Regions from separate parts of the Mus musculus genome. Here region 2 is linked to region 1. A link is a contact called in public HiChIP or PLAC-seq data. All regions are on one chromosome and are shown on one strand. Each heading gives the region's core, a stretch centred on a gene start, on an enhancer-like site or on the middle of the called end of the contact. The rest is flanking DNA. Distances are from core to core; before and after follow the strand shown. Region 1 overlaps Gm46770 (a long non-coding RNA gene). Region 2 holds the start of Cd93 (CD93 antigen).

Evidence for each region. HiChIP or PLAC-seq counts read pairs in DNA pulled down with a chosen protein or histone mark.
Region 2: an H3K4me3 HiChIP or PLAC-seq map of pro-B cells shows a contact between it and region 1, with 2.8 times the contacts expected there. The contact joins the promoter of Cd93 here to the enhancer-like site in region 1. A contact is called at or near these places in 3 of 39 promoter capture datasets (embryonic stem cells, hematopoietic stem and progenitor cells and macrophages), 1 of 15 datasets of contacts at CTCF or cohesin (large pre-B cells), 2 of 484 Hi-C or Micro-C datasets (bone marrow-derived macrophages and nephron progenitors), 6 of 115 datasets of contacts at active chromatin or transcription factors (the 230-238 cell line, the HPC-7 cell line, bone marrow-derived macrophages and 2 more) and 5 of 9 other capture datasets (adipose tissue, bone marrow-derived macrophages, liver and 2 more).

The regions. Positions count from the first base shown.
Region 1 is chr2:148,557,246-148,559,892 of GRCm38.p6, reverse strand. All of the region lies in intron 1 of Gm46770 (a long non-coding RNA gene), which reads left to right. Among named protein-coding and RNA genes, the nearest start is that of Gm46770, 3.6 kb to the left of the region's middle. Within about 2 kb of position 1,327, at least 3 of the 459 cell types and tissues checked have an H3K27ac peak or open chromatin away from gene starts, as enhancers often do. A contact at or near this core is called in pro-B cells, where this site is marked.
Region 2 is chr2:148,442,207-148,444,853 of GRCm38.p6, reverse strand. Cd93 (CD93 antigen) reads left to right here and starts at 1,319. Exons shown (of 2, transcript NM_010740.3): 1 at 1,319-2,647. The coding sequence starts at 1,430.

The DNA.
Region 1 (2,647 bases), core at 78-2,577:
CAGTGAACCTAAACTTGCTTTGCAAAAGAAAGTCTATAGAAATTAAAGTAAGCAGATTTGACATAGATTATGAATTAAAAAGAAATGAACAGATCATTGTTGTGTTTCCCTGCAGTCCAGTTGGGAGCTACATGGCTGCAGGTTTCTTGCCAACAAATACAAACAAAGTAAAATATTAATCTGTTCATCAGTAGCCATGCAATCAGGGGCTTACTTCGACCTTGGGGCTGAGTCCTGGGACTGCAGAAATAGTGTATATTCACAAGAACAAACATCTTCCCATGGGTTTCTGAGTTAATTGCAGAGTGACCTGGAATCACATGGCTCCTGTCCTTTGGACTCTGCACTGTCAAAGTTATTAAAGTTCTTGGCTGAAAAGAAGAAGTGGAAAAGGTGCTTCGTGCATTCCAGAAGCTTTGCGAGGAACCTCAGACCTCTCTCTTCTATTCTTATGCCCGTGGATGTTACTAGAGTGGTTATAGAATCCAAGCCTGGACTCTATCAGTCCCAACAAGCTAGGGCTGGCCACCTTACTCCAATATACCAATCAAAGAGATATATAATGCACCCATTTACTCCTTGGCACTTCATGACAAAATTGTGCTCTGGATTGTCTTGTGTCATATGAAGGTTGAACTTTATTCTTTTGCATTTGAACATACAGGTGTCCTAATACCATTGTTGAGATGTCTGTCTCTAATCACATCAAATGGTCTTGTCACCTCAGAAGTCCAGAGTCTCTTCCCTTGCATCTCTATCCCACTTGTCAGAATGTTCAATGGTTCAGATGCAAGAGGGTCTCACTAAGACTCAGGTTTTCTTGGCAGGGATCCCAGGTCAGTGCTGAACTTTCTGTCTGGCCTCAATCAAGGCTTTGGGGGAGATTTTGCTTCTTCATATGAACATTGATACACTTGAATCAAAGCAGTGAGTTTTCAGATGAAATGTTCTCAATGTGTGGAAATGACCTGCTTGCATGGGCATTCCAGGAGAATATTCTGGGGTTCTCTGTTCCTAATTCTCTGACTTTCTTGCCTCCTATACCATCCATTCAGGCACATTTCACTCTCTAGGGCTCCATGGAAATGTCTCATCTCCTGGTATGCCAGTTTCTGTTGACCTTGACATTTACTGACATTTTATTTCTTCCTCTGTAAAAGCAAAAAGGACTAGATTCTGTTGTCTCCAAAGATTAGCTGGTGCCTGTCATTCAGCACTAAAATATAACACTGAGTGGTTGCTTCATTTTAGGAGGCAATGAGGCTGTGCAGTTTCCTCTATGAGAGGACAGGTGTGGGTGATCCATTCACCATGGTTTCTGAGCATTGCACTGCCTCCTACTGGCATTAAGAGGTATTGTTTTTCATGTGGCAATGTAAGAGGGTACCCTGGGTGATATAATGGCCTCTCATAGGGTGATCCAGCTACATGCTTGGGATCACACCTCTTTTAAGATATCATTTTCCTAGAAAAGACTGTTTTTACTCATAAGATAGACTGATGGGCTGAATTTTGGGCAAATGGGACAATTTTAGCCTAAAAACAAGCAACAAACAACAAAGCAAATTAATTAACAGAAGCACACATAAATAATGGTTTTCCAGATAGCAGATAAGTTGAGGGAGATAGTGTATGACTTTAATCTCTTTGCTGTGTGTATGGATCTTTGTGTACTTGAGGCCAGTCTGGTCTACATAGCAAATTTCAAGCCAGTTAGGGCCATGACATCCTATCTTAAGAAAAAGAGAGGGGGGGAGAGAGGGGAGAGAGGAAGGGGGAGAGAGAGGGGAGAGAGAGGGGAGAGAGAGGGGAGAGGGAGGAGGGGAGAGGGAAGAGGAAGGAGGGGGGAGGAGGGAGGAGGGAGGAGGGAGGAGGGAGGAGGGAGGAGGGAGAGAGAGAGAATAGATATAGCAGAGAGCCGGCAAGGGAGGATAAGAAAGCCCGAGGGACAGGAAAGAAATGACCATGATGCTTCTGCCTTGAGAGTTTCCAGGTCACAGAACAAGGGGAAGGGAGTCCTGACTAGAGCTTCCTTGAGCCTCCAAATTAAATGATTGAACTGAGAGTTCAAGGAAAGCCAGATGGCTAAAATGTATAGGGCAGAACTCCCAAAAGAAGAAATCTGCATAGATAGAGAAAGCACTTCCAAAGATATGCACAGGGTCTCCTTAATATCCAGAGTTTCTTCTGAGTTTATACATTAGGAAAAAAATGCCAAAGACTCAGGAAAGAAGCCCCTGAAAGGACATGAATGAACGGGGCTATGGGTCTGCCTAGAGTAAAGATTCATCCCTACAGGGTTAGACCTCTTTGTTGAATTAGTAAATGTTTTGGGGGAAATATTTACCCATGTCCTTTGTTTCTGCTGCTTGGCTATAGTAATTTATATATTTCCCTCTCCTCTTGTGTATACAGATATCTTAAGATTGTGTTCAGGCCTCCACATGCACCAATGTGCATGGACTTACTCTACACACTAACACACACACTCAAAGACATATACATAAATACACACAAAAAGAGAAATTGAGAACAAATAATGGAAAAGTCTCCATTCTTGGGTCAAAAGAAAACCTTCTATTCATGAATGGGTGTTAATATTAAGATGTCAATTCCTCCCAATGTAATAGATTTAACTCAATATCTA
Region 2 (2,647 bases), core at 70-2,569, 120 kb after region 1:
CCACCCCACCCCAAAAAATCTATCAGGACATTTGCCCGTGTCAAGCCCTGCCTCTGGAAGGGGCATATGATCTGGCAGGCCAAGACTAGAAATTGCAAAGTGACCTCAAAAGCAAGTGAGAGAACAGTGTAGCCAGCTGCCAGCAATAGAGGAGTGAGTGCTCAAGATCTGCCCAGAATCCTGCCTCAGCTGGATCCTGCCTCCACTGGGATGACTCTGTGAAGTGGCTTTTAACCTATCTTAGGAGGCTGGGCTCATTAGCACACTTGTGTGGCCTCATTCTGTTACTACTTTCCTTTATCTCTTAATCTAACACTTTCTCCAAAGTGTTAGACTCTGAGTCTAGCTGGGGTCAAGTAGAATATGGTGGTGGTTGGGGACAGGGGCAGTTAAACGTAGTTTCCACCTTCCAGTGGCTAGCTTTGATTGAGACAGGCCTTGGCCCAGGTGCTGTGAGCTGTAACGCCTGCCCGGGTGTTGATTCTTACATCGTGATTTTGAGCTGCAGCCTCTGATTGTGCTCCTGTGCCTTTGAACTCCGCCTAAGCCTTGGGTTAGGGAATATGACAAGGCAGGCCAGGTTCATTTTCCCATCTTTCTGATCTTTTGGGGACCCTGACACTTCATTTATAGTGCACTAGGAAACCCTGAAAACTATTTTCACCTTTTTAAAAAATATATATATTCTCATGGAGATTGACATTGTTGGAAACCCAGAAATTCCCACAGCCAAAATCCTATTTAAAAGCTTCCTGTCTATTTAAAGTTCATGATGGGAAGAATAAAAGAAAAAAACGACTCCAAAAACAGAGACAGGGTACAAGATAGGAAAAAAAAGCAGATCCAGTTTGCTTCTAAAAAAGGCCGAAAACTATAATCTTTCCATGCCCTTGTGTCTCAAGCGTCACATATTTTTCTTTCCCTTCTGGTGGTTTGCAATCTGAAGTGGAATTTTATCATGGGTTACTTGGATGATACTTTTCAAGTCTCTACCCTCCCACCCCCCAAAGTCTCTGCTCACTGGACAGCATGCCACTGGGGCTCTTTGTGGTATGGGAAAGTGAACGGACTCAAAATAAAGCAGCCATATCTCTTGGATCCTCTGTGTTTCCACAGCTCTGAGCCAGAGACTGCCCTCTGAACAACAAAACCGTGATGAAGGCAACAGGAGTCAGAAGGCTATTCATGGCAGGAAACCCCAGCATCCGGTGAGAAATAAGAAGTAGGAGAGCACAGGATGCGCCCTGGGTCAGGAGGACGTGAAAAGCGAGTCTTTGTAACCTTCTCAATGCCAGAGCTGTGGTAGTGTGAAAGCAGCAGTGCGCCTCTGCTCCCTTCAGAGCACAGCCTGGTGTCAAGGTCCAGGTTCCACCGGCTGCTGCTGTCACCGCAGGGGAGTCTAGCCCCTCCCAGAAGGAGACACAGAAGAATGGCCATCTCAACTGGTTTGTTCCTGCTGCTGGGGCTCCTTGGCCAGCCCTGGGCAGGGGCTGCTGCTGATTCACAGGCTGTGGTGTGCGAGGGGACTGCCTGCTATACAGCCCATTGGGGCAAGCTGAGTGCCGCTGAAGCCCAGCATCGCTGCAATGAGAATGGAGGCAATCTTGCCACCGTGAAGAGTGAGGAGGAGGCCCGGCATGTTCAGCAAGCCCTGACTCAGCTCCTGAAGACCAAGGCACCCTTGGAAGCAAAGATGGGCAAATTCTGGATCGGGCTCCAGCGAGAGAAGGGCAACTGTACGTACCATGATTTGCCAATGAGGGGCTTCAGCTGGGTGGGTGGTGGAGAGGACACAGCTTATTCAAACTGGTACAAAGCCAGCAAGAGCTCCTGTATCTTTAAACGCTGTGTGTCCCTCATACTGGACCTGTCCTTGACACCTCACCCCAGCCATCTGCCCAAGTGGCATGAGAGTCCCTGTGGGACCCCCGAAGCTCCAGGTAACAGCATTGAAGGTTTCCTGTGCAAGTTCAACTTCAAAGGCATGTGTAGGCCACTGGCGCTGGGTGGTCCAGGGCGGGTGACCTATACCACCCCTTTCCAGGCCACTACCTCCTCTCTGGAGGCTGTGCCTTTTGCCTCTGTAGCCAATGTAGCTTGTGGGGATGAAGCTAAGAGTGAAACCCACTATTTCCTATGCAATGAAAAGACTCCAGGAATATTTCACTGGGGCAGCTCAGGCCCACTCTGTGTCAGCCCCAAGTTTGGTTGCAGTTTCAACAACGGGGGCTGCCAGCAGGATTGCTTCGAAGGTGGCGATGGCTCCTTCCGCTGCGGCTGCCGGCCTGGATTTCGACTGCTGGATGATCTAGTAACTTGTGCCTCCAGGAACCCCTGCAGCTCAAACCCATGCACAGGAGGTGGCATGTGCCATTCTGTACCACTCAGTGAAAACTACACTTGCCGTTGTCCCAGCGGCTACCAGCTGGACTCTAGCCAAGTGCACTGTGTGGATATAGATGAGTGCCAGGACTCCCCCTGTGCCCAGGATTGTGTCAACACTCTAGGGAGCTTCCACTGTGAATGTTGGGTTGGTTACCAACCCAGTGGCCCCAAGGAAGAGGCCTGTGAAGATGTGGATGAGTGTGCAGCTGCCAACTCGCCCTGTGCCCAAGGCTGCATCAACACTGATGGCTCTTTCTACTGC